Regions from separate parts of the Ovis aries genome. Here all the other regions are linked to region 2. The links are chromatin contacts, called in public Hi-C maps. All regions are on one chromosome and are shown on one strand. Each heading gives the region's core, a stretch centred on a gene start, on an enhancer-like site or on the middle of the called end of the contact. The rest is flanking DNA. Distances are from core to core; before and after follow the strand shown. Region 1 overlaps CTNNA1 (catenin alpha 1). Region 2 has its middle 7.6 kb from the start of MATR3. Region 3 holds the start of EGR1 (early growth response 1).

What was found. Hi-C and Micro-C count contacts between places; a contact is called where the count stands out from the background.
Region 1: a Hi-C map of liver shows a contact between it and region 2, with 2.7 times the contacts expected there. The contact joins two enhancer-like sites. A contact is called at or near these places in 7 of 16 Hi-C or Micro-C datasets (hypothalamus, liver, muscle and 4 more).
Region 3: a Hi-C map of liver shows a contact between it and region 2, with 2.8 times the contacts expected there. The contact joins the promoter of EGR1 here to the enhancer-like site in region 2. A contact is called at or near these places in 2 of 16 Hi-C or Micro-C datasets (liver and tail adipose tissue).

What each region holds. Positions count from the first base shown.
Region 1 is chr5:47,636,451-47,641,000 of ARS-UI_Ramb_v3.0, forward strand. The region is part of intron 4 of CTNNA1 (catenin alpha 1); the gene reads left to right. Among named protein-coding and RNA genes, the nearest start is that of TRNAC-GCA, 15 kb to the right of the region's middle. Within about 2 kb of position 2,706, at least 6 of the 54 cell types and tissues checked have an H3K27ac peak or open chromatin away from gene starts, as enhancers often do. A contact at or near this core is called in liver, where this site is marked.
Region 2 is chr5:48,240,609-48,244,894 of ARS-UI_Ramb_v3.0, forward strand. No RefSeq gene overlaps it. Among named protein-coding and RNA genes, the nearest start is that of MATR3, 7.6 kb to the right of the region's middle. Within about 2 kb of position 2,168, at least 5 of the 54 cell types and tissues checked have an H3K27ac peak or open chromatin away from gene starts, as enhancers often do. A contact at or near this core is called in liver, where this site is marked.
Region 3 is chr5:47,497,272-47,501,525 of ARS-UI_Ramb_v3.0, forward strand. It overlaps EGR1 (early growth response 1), which reads left to right and starts at 1,833. Exons shown (of 2, transcript NM_001142506.1): 1 at 1,833-2,145; 2 at 2,836-4,154. The coding sequence starts at 1,833. The coding sequence ends at 4,154.

The sequences.
Region 1 (4,550 bases), core at 1,456-3,955, 600 kb before region 2:
ACCTGCATATAGGTTTCTCAAGAGGCAGGTCAGGTGGTCTGTATTCCCATCTCTTTCAGAATTTTCCAGTTTATTGTGATCCACACAGTCAAAGGCTTTGGCATAGTCAGGAAAGCAGAAATAGGTATTTTTCTGGAACTCTTTTGCTTTTTCGAAGATCCAGCCTCAACCTAAAGTAAAGAGTTTTCAGCAGCAATCAGATCCTACAAGAGAAGCATATTTGCCCAGTGGAGCTGAATCACATTAGGGGCCAATGGAGCCTGACACGACAGAGCCATGACTTCCAGTTGCTGAGGAGCCTTAGATTTAAATTCCTTCCCAGCTCCAGTGACTGCCCCTGGAGGTCCTGAGAGGCCCAAACTTCTCTGCTTGAGTTGAGTTAAGGGATCTCTTTCCCCGTGAGTTGGACTCAGGGTTGCAGAGTAGCAGAGTCAGAATCTGAACCCAAGTTCATCTGACTGTACACCTTGACTCCTTTCATTTTTCCACACTGCAAAGGGGGAGTCCCTGAGCAGTGTCAAGGCCCAGCACCCTGGAAGTGAACACAGTCAAGTTTGGAGAGTGGTACCAAGTTAAATTAAGATCATAGCATCTGGTCCCATCACTTCATGGCAAATAGATGGGGAAACAGTCGAAACAGTGTCAGACTTTTTTGGGGGGCGCTCCAAAATCACTGCAGATGGTGATTGCAGCCATGAAATTAAAAGATACTTACTCCTTGGAAGAAAAGTTATGACCAACCTAGATAGCATATTGAAAAGCAGAGACATTACTTTGCCAACAAAGGTCCGTCTAGTCAAGGCTATGGTTTTTCCAGTGGTCATGTATGGATATGAGAGTTGGACTGTGAAGAAAGCTGAGCTTGAAGAATTGATGCTTTTGAACTGTGGTGTTGGAGAAGACTCTTGGGAGTCCCTTGGACTGCAAGGAGATCCAACCAGTCCATTCTAAAGGAGATTAGTCCCGGGTTTTCATTGGAAGGAATGATGCTGAAGCTGAAACTCCAGTCCTTTGGCCACCTGATGCAAAGAGCTGACTCATTGTAAAAGACCCTGGCGCTGGGAGGGATTGGGGGCAGGAGGAGAAGGGGACAAAAGAGGATGAGATGGCTGGATGACATCACCGACTCGATGGACATGAATTTGAGTGAACTCTGGGAGCTGGTGATGGACAGGGAGGCTTTGCATGCTGTGATGCATGGGGTCGCAAAGAATCGGACACAACTGAGTGGCTGAATTGAACTGAACCAAGTTAAAGAAGGATGTCTGAGGAACCCTTTCCTGCTGAGTCCTGTTAGGTGGTCAAAAGACATTTGACCTTATAATGGCTGACCTTGCTTTGGGAAATACAAACCATGCTGGCTAGAAGCCCTTCCATTGCATTACAGTTGAGTGTACATCATGTGTGAAGTGACTAGTCATCAGTGATGTCTGTTCGTGATGCCCTTCCCATAAAGGCCCTAGACCCTAGACTGGTCAAAGGGAGGAACTACAAAGCACCAGCGCTCAGTCGCTCACGTGTGTCTGACTCTCTGTGACCCCACAAACTGTGGCCCGCCAGGCTCCTCTGTCTATGGGATTTCCCAGGCAAGAATACTAGAGTGGGTTGCCATTTCCTTCTCCAGGGGACCTTACTGACTCAGGGATCAAACCCACCTCTCTAGAATTGGCCGGCAGATCCTTTCCCACTAAGTCACTGGTGAGCCCTGGAACTGGGCAGATGGGGATTCGAACCCTCTCCCTGCCTTTCTGCCCCTGAGCAGGGTAACACTGTCTTCTCACTGTTTCCTATTATTGTATCCTTATTGGTAGAAAGTGGAGAAAATTCCTACCTCACAATAAGGATTATAGGAGATAAATATGCAACACCCTACACTGAGGGAGTTAGTGTTTGATGGATACCGAGTCTGAGTTGGGTAGGATGAAACTGCTCCGGTGAGTGATGGTCGTGATGGTTGCACACCAGTGTGAATGTACTTAATGCCACAGAACTGTACATTTAAAAATGGTTTAGATGGTAAAATTTTATGTATATTTTACATTTTAAAAAAAGGGTTTTAAATTGGTCTCCCATTTGCAAAGTGCTTTGTAGGTGCTGGTTTCTGTTTTTATCCCCTGTGGCAGAAGCCAAGGTCCAGTCAGTCCCAATATTCTTAACCCAAGGCAACCCTCTGACCTCTCCTCCAAGACCCTGAGGCACAGGGCCCAGCCTAGCCCCTGCCCTAGAGAGCTGGAGGCCCATTAGGGCAATGAAGTAAAGTCCTTAGACCTGGGAGGTCAGGGCAGTACTCTGAACTGAGCACTTTCCAGGTCAAGAGGGCAACGCTTGAAGCTGCAGGGGCAGAGAAGAGCTAGGTTTGAGTTTTGACCAGGCCTAGCCTCAAGATGCCACGGGACAGTGTGCAAGGCTCTGACTGCTGAGACAGGAGCCCTAGAGATAATCCTCAGCAGGGAAGAGTGGGTGGATGAGCTGCATCTCTGCTGGAAATTCAGAGCTCTTCTGGGTGGGCGCTTTTCTCTCTGGTTGTCAGTGTTCTCATCACACCACTAGCGGTGCTCCTTATGAGGTGCTCCTTATGAACCATGTGAAAGGGCCTGGTTGCCCTCACCCTTTCCTCACAGGAACCTCTCTGCCTCCCCCGAAGGTGTGCCTGTGTTAATATGATAATGCTGTGACAATGGCCAGGAAATGACCTCAGCTAACTGATTAGGCCCTCTGGAATGGCATCTGAGACACTGCTTTCATTTTCCCTGGTGAGGAGGCAGCCAGGGCCCAGGGCTGGAGCACAGACACTGGCCGGGAAGTTGCATCCGGGAAAGCACTGAGGGGGAGAATTGGAAGTATCAGAATTTCCCAGGTCGCTGTTCCATAGGGGCCAAACATCGTTAGCAGCAGCACTAATTATGATCCAGGAGTGTCAGGCCTGACTGCCAAGCCTGCCCAGGTAGTCCTTGAGAGCCGCCTTGGGAGCCAGCAGGGCAGCGGAGCTGCAGGGATGCCTGGGAAGAGAGAAGCTGGGAGAGGAGAGATAGCAGGGTCATTCAGACACATGGGTAAGGGGAGCTGGATAAGATTCAGTTGCTGAGTGCCCTCCTCTCCTTCAGAATGCTTGGGACTGTGATGGGAAGGGTGGAATTTAGGCTGCTAGGATGATTTCTACCAGCTGGGAATTCAGAATTGTCTCCACTTCCTCTCTCCTCATTCTCTCGTGTCGTCAGTGCCCCACTGAAAATTCTCTTCTTGTCAGTGTCACTGGTGGCTTCTCGTTTCAGCGGGATCCCTTAGTCCTCCTCTTACTCATCCTAGCAGCAGCATTTGACACGTATGTTCACTCTTTTCTTTTTAAGACATCCTCTTCATTTGGCTTCCCGGACGTTCCTCTCTCAGTTCCCCTACCTCCTCAGTGTCCGGTGCTGTCTCCTCATCTCCCCTACCTCTGATGCCCTAGGACTGTCATCATGGCTTTGTTCTTCTTTCTCCACCCTCCCTAGATAATCCCATCTATATCAGGATGTTAAAATCACCTATATGTTAATAAGTCCGAAATGGCTATCTTCAGGCCCTGCATCTCCCCCTTGAATATTATACTCATATCCAGCTGCTACTTGACATCTCCATGTGAATGTCAATGATAGTCCACTCAGACTCACTGGTACCCTAGTCTTCTCCATGGCAATAAATGCAACTCGGGTTCTATCAGTTTCCAAACTTTGGAGTCATTCCTGGATTTTTTCTTTTTTTATGTCTCCTTATCTAATTCCTTGAAAAATATTGTCAGTTCTTCAACATATAACTTCCATCCTGTTGCCTAAGATAGATGCTCCAGCTGCCGCTGTCATGTTCATGAGATTCCAGCTGATGGAAAGGGGAGAAGGAAGTAGATAGCAGACCCCTTCCTGTAAGAACATGACCTGAAAGTTGCATATATCCCTCTACTCACATCCCATCAGCCAGCATTTTGTCACAAGGCTACATTTCACTGCAAGGAAGCTTGGAAAATGTAGTTCTTTTTCTGAGTAGCCTTGTGCCCAGCTAAAATGTGACAGGAGAGACTGAATTTGTGGGGGACATGAGTGAGCTCTGTCATAGTTCCTGAGTGGTTTTCTTGCTTCTGCTCTACCTCATACAGGTTGTTCTCAACACAGAAGCTGGAGTAGTCCATTAAAATCAGAACATTTCACTCTGTGCAGAACTTGCTAATCACTTCTCTCTCACTAGGCATGAAATCTACAATCCTTATAATCTACGGGGTCTTATGTAATTTGTGCACCATTCTCTCTCTTGCCTCATCTCCTACCTCTCTCCCATTGTTCATTCCACTCCAGGCTGGGTTCCTTGCAGAATGCCCCCACTGCAGGGCTTTTGCATTGCTCTTCCCTCTGCCTGGAATGCTCTCCCCTCACATAGCTGCATGTCTAGCTCCTCTTCCTTTAGGTGTTTGCGCAAATGCTGGCTCCTCAGAATGGCTCTTCTTGACCCCTATTCCCACTGTCTGTAGCCCTCTTACCTACCTTGTTGTTGTTGTTGTTTTCAAGACAGTTAATGCCACC
Region 2 (4,286 bases), core at 918-3,417:
TGAGCCAGTTCAACTAAGCTGCTCCCAGTTCAGAAACTTTGTGAGATTAACTTTTGCTGTTTGAAATTCTTAAAGTTTGGGGGTAATTTGTTATGTAGGCCTGGCGTGCTGCGATTCATGGGGTCGCAAAGAGTCGGACACGACTGAGCGACTGAACTGAATTGAACTGAACAAAACAAACCTGTCATATGGTATAATATACCTGTCATATGACATATCACTTCATTTCCTTGTAAGAGCTGGCATCAGGACCCCAACCCTTCAGTTTCTCTAACCTGATCTCCTACCACCCCATTCTCTCCACTCACCCTCACCCTAGGCTCACTCCTGCCTGAGGCTCTTTGAACTTACTTTCATATCTGCTGGAGACCCTTCCTAAACCATGCTAAATCTCTGCATGGTTACTTCTTTATCTCTTTCAGATCTTTATTCAGATGTGAGGTTTTCGGTATAGCCTTCCTTGACCCCCTGCACCCTTTATTGGCAACTCCCACATTTGTCTATCCTTTATTCCGCTTTATCTTTATTCTTAGCCTTTATGATTAAAATCCCATGGATGGAGAAGCCTGGTAGCCTACAATCCATGGGTTCGCATAGAGTCGGATATAACTGAGTGACTTCACTTTCACTTTTTCTTTCTTTATGATTATAAGGCACATATATATGTATTAGGTAACATAGATAATAAAATACATTTTACATATTTATAACTTCCATCTCCCCCACTAGAATGTAAGCTCCACGAAGGCAAGAATTTATGTTTTTGTCTTTTTGGTCACTGCTCTGTCCCCAGCAACTGAAATAGTAATAAACACATTGTAGTAGTTGCACAATACATATCTAGTTGAATGGGGAAAATGAATGCCGTAATTAACCAATTATAGTATGTATGTCTTTTAGATCTTATATCATATGTTACATGCCATATGTTGATATCATATATATATTATATTTAAACACAGTACAGGAAATGGCAAACTACTCCAGTATTCTTGCCTGCAAAATCCCATGGACAGAGGAGACTTGGTGGACTACGGGATCACAAAAGAGTTGGACATGCTAAACAGCAACAACCATGACATCTTGATGTTCTCTTCTTATTCTTTCAGTAACCTATTTAACTTCATACTTTGTATATTTGTAAATCCCCAATGGCTCAGTGGGTGAAGAATTTACCTGCAATGTAGGAGACACAGAAGAAATGTGTTCGATCCCTGGGTCAGGAAGATCCCCTGGAGAAGGAAATAGCAACCCACCCTAGTATTCCTGCATGAAAAAATGCCATGGACAGAGGAACCCAGGAAGCTACAGTTCAAAGGGTCGAAAAGAGTCAGACACAACTGAGCAGCTAAGCGCAAGGCAGTGCAGGGAGAGTATGCCCATAAATAAGAAGACCTAGCTTTTTGTTGCTTGCTGGTTAGCTATGTTACTATGAGCCAGGCGTGTAATCTTTCTGAGCCTCAGTTTTACTTATCTATAAAATAAGTCTATTATAATTTCCCTGTCCTATCATAGGATAGTTGTAAAAATCAAATGATAATGAATGTTACAGCATTTTTTAAAAAATCTAACACATAAGTGTCTCTGAACTGTATTCCAAAGACCACCTGACCCAGGATATGCTCTGTAGAGAAAAAAAAAGATCAAGAGGTTTGGGAAAATGAATTCCAGTATTCTAAGCACCCCCAGCTCCCCAACCCTATGGACACTCACAATCTATTAGCACATGAAAGGCTCTGAAAACCCTTCTGCTGAAAGGTTTTCCCCGAGTGCACCTGACTACACTTGGGGTGAACCTTGCTCTCTAAATAGAGAGTATCGCCTTTGTTAGCAGAATAACAGTGTTACTTTAGACCAAGAAGGAATTCTAAAGTATTTGGAACCGAAATCCGAGCGGGGCAGGCAACGAGATCCAACAGCTGATATGGAGACTTGGGGGAGGAGGAATGAAGAAAACGAAATGGAGGAGGCACGAGAGAGGAGGGAAGCAAAGCAGCGAGAATAAGGAAAAGAAGAAAGAAGAAAACTGGTGGTAAAGGGAGGAAAGGACAACTAAAATAATCTCCTTTGAAAAGAACTCAGCAGAACAAAGGCAACCTGAAATTTCCTGTGGGTGGGGGTGGGGGAGCGAATCCAGGAATCCTGGTGCTGCCTGCTGAGCCAGGCTTATTCCTTTGAGCGCTGCCTCTGCCAATTTCCGCAGTTAGAGCTCTGGCTTCCTTTTCAGTTTCAAAGAACCTCTGATTGAAGAGATTTCTTCTTTATCAGGGAGGAGGAATCAGGTAAACCAAATCAACAGCTTCTCAATTTGGTGTACTTATTAAGTGCCTGAAATGGCAGCTGCCATTTTTCCTTTCCTTGTGAGCAATAAGCCTTCTGGCAGCATTCATCTCCCCAGAGCATGTCTGGCTTGGAAAAGGAAGAAGAACTGCAATTTCTCTTGAAAAGATTCCCTAGGCTAAATGGGACATGAAGAGGTTAGCAGGTTTACCTCTGGATCGGCCTTCCCCAGCCCAGTCTAAACAGATATTTTTAGAAAAAAAATTCTGTAGCTGTCCCAGGCATCCACTTATATTTCCAGCCCTCACAGTCAAGAAATTCTTTGTTACACCTTATTTCCATCTTTTTGTATAATTTCATTATTTTTATTGCCTTTTCTTTACCCCAGAATAAGGAAGTAATCTGTCATAAATTGTATGTATAGTGCACTTGGTAGTAACTGATTTCTCTGGATATACAACTGGTTGCTGCTGCTGCTAAGTCGCTTCAGTCGTGTCCGACTCTGTGCGACCCCATAGGCAGCAGCCCACCAGGCTCCCCCGCCCCTGGGATTCTCCAGGCAAGAACACTGGAGTGGGTTATACAAGTGGTTAATACCAACTAAAGAATCTCATTTCCCACCAAATGAGAGACTGGACTTTTTTTTTTTTGTAATTGTGAGATTAGAAGATGGGATAAGGAGGTAATGAGAAAGGAAGCAAATATGTTGGGCACCTTCCTGGTCCCTTATATATGCTCTCTTATTTAATCATCACAACAATCTAAAATGCAGAGATTACAATTTGCATTTTATAAGTGAGGAAACTGAAATCCAGAAATCAAACCGCTAATATGTAAGTGGTGGTGTTGTAGCCAAGCGTTCTGGGAAACAAACTCACTCAGAAGGACAATGCAGATAGTGGAGTGCAGTTTATTATACTGGCGGGCCCAAGGCAGAGTCTCCTCCTAGCCAAGGACCCCAACCAGCATTTGTGAAAATCTTTTATACCCTATGTGTTTGTGTCTAAACCCACCACTCCAAATTCCTTGAGACTTACATAAACCAAGGAAAATACAATCCCAATAACCCCATCATTCACATGCTATGTGCTCATGTGCTCAAATAGTCAAACAATTAGCCAATAATCAATAAACCTGAGGTTACACTCCAATAGATACAGAAAAATTTATGGCCTGGCTGGAGGAAGGGGTGATAGCGTTATGTTTTCTCTTAGGCAATGAGTAACCTAGATATGATCTTCAAGGTTCCCCTGTCTTGAGGGGGTCTTATCCTTCTGTTGTTGTTTTCATAGGCACTAAACACAGAGTTCAGAGTCCATTGGAAAGGTGGCTGAGCATGATCAGCATGAACAGGCCTAAGATAGAGTCCAGGCCCTATGAATTCCTTCTTCAGTGGAGTCAGAATCAGATCCACATTTCACTGTGAAATTCATGTTCTTTCTACCCCAAGGGCTTGTGTATAATACAGAGAAACCTGGGTCTTTGATTGTCTTGCATTCCTTATAATAAATTTGGTGTATTCTTTAACCCCACAAACATGCTGGGATCTGGCCTGTTTTCACAGGCCCATTTACTGCAGTTTAAACTTAGCATCAGAAAGGTGCTAATAACTCCCTGAAGGTTTTTCTGTGACCCAGACTGAACTCAATCTACCTGATGTCATCTGCCTCATTAGACTGTAATCTCCACAATGGTAAGGAATAAGACATGTTTGTCTTATTCACCACTGTATTCTTCTAGTGCCTAGCACAGGACCTGGTACATGGTAGATATTCAATATTTGTTGAATGAATGAATAAATGCATGACAAAGACAGACAAAAGACTCCATGATGCAAGATAAGAGAAACTAAGATGAAGATTAAAAAGGCCAACATTTATTTTAGAAAAGCAAGGAAGAGTAGAGGTAGCCAGGAAGAGAATGAGAGACAGCAAGATAAGAAAACTCAGCACAAACAAGCAAGATAAAAATAGCCTCTTGCCACTGTCCTTTTAAAATTACTTTCT
Region 3 (4,254 bases), core at 583-3,082, 740 kb before region 2:
GGTGCGCACTTGAGTGGGGGAGCGGGGACGCAATGGGGAGGGCTTCCCAGTTTGTGTCTAGCTCCCAGGAGACCTGCTGGAACCTTGCCAGCCTAACCGCACCCTCCTCCCACCCTCGACCGTGGCCTGGCTGGAGGAGGGGAGTGTTACCCCGCCGGGGAGTTGCGAGCCTCGGCTGTGGCGGCTCCCCAGGGACTGCAGGGGGAGCCCAGGCTGCGGCGCCTGCTCAGTTAGCGCTCACTGCGTCTAAGGCTCCCCGCGCCTGGCGCAGCGCCCAGCACAGGAGCTGGGAGGGGGGAGCAAGAAGACGGCGAAGAGCCTACTCGGCCAGGGGCCGGGGGAACCGAGCTGGAGAGGGGACCTCCAGAGGGCAGCACCAACTCGCTAAGCAGATCTCTCTTCTCGCCAGCCGGGGGTCCCCAGACAGTCCGTAGGGAAGCCTGCTGTTCAGATTCCCACACTTTCGCCCCCGATCACCTGTTCTGGATAAAGGTGGGTCAGTCTCCCACCATCCCAAGGACCACTAGCTCCTGGTGGGAACAGGACTCCGGTTTCTCCAGAGACAATCAGCTTCCCTTGTCCAGCCACCCAAGCGTGGGCTCTCCCCCAGAGGGAACCAGAGAATCGCCTTTCGGTTCTGGTGGCGCAGAGGGATCCCGAGGCCCCAACAACCCCATTCTATTGGCAGATGGCGGAGAAGCAGGTGGCCCATCGCACTGCACAGGAACCATCTGGCTATTATTTCCTAAGCCTCAGTTTCCACCGCGACACCTGGAAAGGCACCGTGCCATTGGTCGAGGCCAGGGGTCAGGGCCCCGCCTCTCCTGGGCGGCCTCTGCCCTGGCCAGCCCAGCCACTCCTCCCCTTAGCTCCAGCCCGGCTCCCACGGTCCCAGAGGTGGGCGGGCGAGCCCTGGATGACGGTGGCAGAACCCCAGTCCTCCTCGCCCTCGCCCCCGCCCAGGGCCCGGGCTTTCCCAGCCCAGTCCCCGCCGGGGAACCGCGGTGCGCCCGGAGCCCTCCCCGCCTGGGCGTCCCCGGCTCTACCGCGCGCGTTGGGCTCCCGGCTTGGAACCAGGGAGGAGGGAGGGAGCCAGGGAGCAGTAAGCAGAGACCCGGAAACGCCATATAAGGAGCAGGAAGGATCCCCCGCCGGAACAATCCTTATTTGGGCAGCGCCTTATTTGGAGCGCCCCGATATGGCCTGGCTGCTTCCGGCTCCGGGAGGAGGGAAGAAGGCGGAGGGAAGAGGCGGGGGCAACGCTGGGAACTACTGAGCAGCTTCGGTCCGGGAGTCCTCAGCTGCGGCTTGAGCACTAAATTTCCTCGAAGCCTGGGCACCTAGGGTGCGGGAGCCGGCGTGGGGCCCAGGTTGCGGGATGGCAGTGCCTACAGTTCTTGGAGAGGGGGCTTCACGTCACTCTGGGTCCTCCCGGCCGGTCTTGCCATATTAGGGCTTCCTGCCTCCCATATATGGCCATGTACGTCACGACGGAGGCGGGTCCGCGCCGTTCCAGACCCTTCAAATAGAGGCGGATCCGGGGAGTCGCGAGAGATCCCAGCGCGCAGAACTTGGGGAGCCGCCGCCGCCAGCTGCCGCCGCCGCCAGCTTCCGCCGCCGCAGGACCGGCCCCTACCCCAGCCTCGGTAGCAGCGCCGCGTCTACACCGGCCGGCGGCGAGGGCGAGCCTGGGGACCCCGCCTGCGCTCTTCACAGTGTGCCCCGCGCCCCGCATGTGACCTGGCCAAGCCCCCGAGAGGTGTCCCCCGCAGCTTCGGTCCCCGGCTGCGCCCACCCGCCCCAACACCAGCTCTCCAGCCCGCCGGTCCGGGATGGCGGCAGCCAAGGCCGAGATGCAGCTGATGTCCCCGCTACAGATCTCCGACCCCTTTGGCTCCTTTCCTCATTCGCCCACCATGGACAACTACCCTAAGCTGGAGGAGATGATGCTGCTGAGCAATGGGGCTCCCCAGTTCCTCGGTGCCGCCGGGGCCTCGGAGGGCAGCAGCGGTAGCAGCAGCAGCAGCAGCAGCGGGGGCGGTGGAGGTGGAGGGGGCGGCAGCAGCAGCAGCAACAGCAACAGCAGCAGCGCCTTCAACCCTCAGGGGGAGGCAAGCGAGCAGCCCTACGAGCACCTGACCGCAGGTAAGCTGTGGCCTACGCCTAGGGCTAGCCAGTTCGCCGACATTCTGGCGTCCGGTTCTTCCCCATGGCCTTTGCAGCTCCCCCTTCGCCGCAGGGATGCAAGTGGGGTTTCCCTTCCATTTCTCACATCCCCAGGGTCCTGTGTTAGAGGACTGCCTGAAGACATTCTCTCCACCCCCACCCTGTCCTTAACGGTGCGCAGAGGAGCCAGCTTTTGTTTTGGATGGAGAGCTGTGGGGCTGCGTGGGTGGATGGAGGAGGGAGAGCTTGTTTTGACGAACATTGCTGCGCCCCCTCCCCCTCCAGAAAGGCTTGCCTAGCCTGCCGCTATCCCCGAGGAAAGGCCGGGATCCTTGGCCCGGGATGTCCCGGCAGCCCGGGGTAGGGGGTGCGCACTGGCCGCGGCCGTTGCGGGGGTACTGGCGGGAATCCCTTGCCCGCGCAGCCGCCGCTGCGGAGCGCTGGGAGCTGCAGTGGAGGGGATTCTCCGTATTTGCGTCAGCGGCTGTTGAAATGGGTTCTGCGTCTGGAGATGGTCCAGGAACATTTCAATCTGCTGTTATCAATTATTAACCAGCTCAAGAGTCAATGGTAGCTGGCCCGACCTCTTGTCTGGCAGCGTGGGTCTTCCGCGTCCTCTGGTGATTGCTCTCCAGTAACCAGGCCTCCTCCCTCTCTTTTTCCTGCCAGAGTCCTTTCCTGACATCTCTCTGAATAACGAGAAGGTTCTAGTGGAGACGAGTTACCCCAGCCAAACCACCCGGCTGCCCCCCATCACCTACACAGGCCGCTTCTCTCTGGAGCCTGCGCCCAACAGTGGCAACACCCTGTGGCCTGAGCCCCTCTTCAGTCTGGTCAGCGGCCTCGTCAGCATGACCAACCCACCGGCCACCTCATCTTCAGCATCGTCTCCAGCGGCCTCCTCCTCAGCCTCCCAGAGCCCACCGCTGAGCTGCGCAGTGCAGTCCAACGACAGCAGCCCCATCTACTCCGCGGCACCCACCTTCCCCACACCTAACACTGACATCTTCCCTGAGCCACAAGGCCAGGCCTTTCCGGGCTCAGCAGGCCCTGCCCTTCAGTACCCACCTCCTGCCTACCCTGGTGCCAAGGGGGGCTTCCAGGTTCCCATGATCCCCGACTATCTGTTTCCACAACAGCAGGGGGACCTGGGTCTGGGCACGCCAGATCAGAAGCCCTTCCAGGGCGTGGAGAGCCGTACCCAGCAGCCTTCGCTCACTCCTCTCTCTACTATCAAGGCCTTTGCCACACAGTCGGGCTCCCAGGACCTGAAGGCCCTCAACAGCACCTACCAGTCTCAGCTCATCAAACCCAGCCGCATGCGCAAGTACCCCAACCGGCCCAGCAAGACGCCCCCCCATGAACGCCCCTACGCCTGTCCCGTGGAGTCCTGTGACCGGCGCTTCTCTCGCTCAGATGAGCTCACCCGCCACATTCGCATCCACACTGGCCAGAAACCCTTCCAGTGCCGCATCTGCATGCGCAACTTCAGCCGCAGCGACCACCTCACCACCCACATCCGCACCCACACAGGGGAGAAGCCCTTCGCCTGTGACATCTGTGGGAGAAAGTTTGCCAGGAGTGATGAACGCAAGAGGCATACCAAGATCCACTTGCGGCAGAAGGACAAAAAAGCAGACAAAAGCGCAGCCTCTGCTGCCACCTCCTCTCTTCCTTCGTACCCGTCCCCGGTGGCTACCTCCTACCCATCCCCAGTTACTACCTCTTACCCATCCCCAGCCACCACCTCATACCCATCGCCCGTGCCCACCTCCTACTCCTCTCCCGGCTCCTCGACCTACCCATCCCCTGTCCACAATGGTTTCCCGTCCCCGTCGGTGGCCACCACATATTCCTCCGTCCCTCCTGCTTTCCCAACCCAGGTCAGCAGCTTCCCCTCCTCAGCTGTCACCAACTCCTTCAGCGCCTCCACTGGGCTTTCGGACATGACAACCACCTTTTCTCCCAGGACAATTGAAATTTGCTAAAGGGAAAGTGAAAGGGAGAAAACGAAACACAAGAGACTTAAAGGACAGGAGGAGGAGATGGCCATAGGAAGGGGGGGTTCCTCTTAGGTGAGATGGAGGT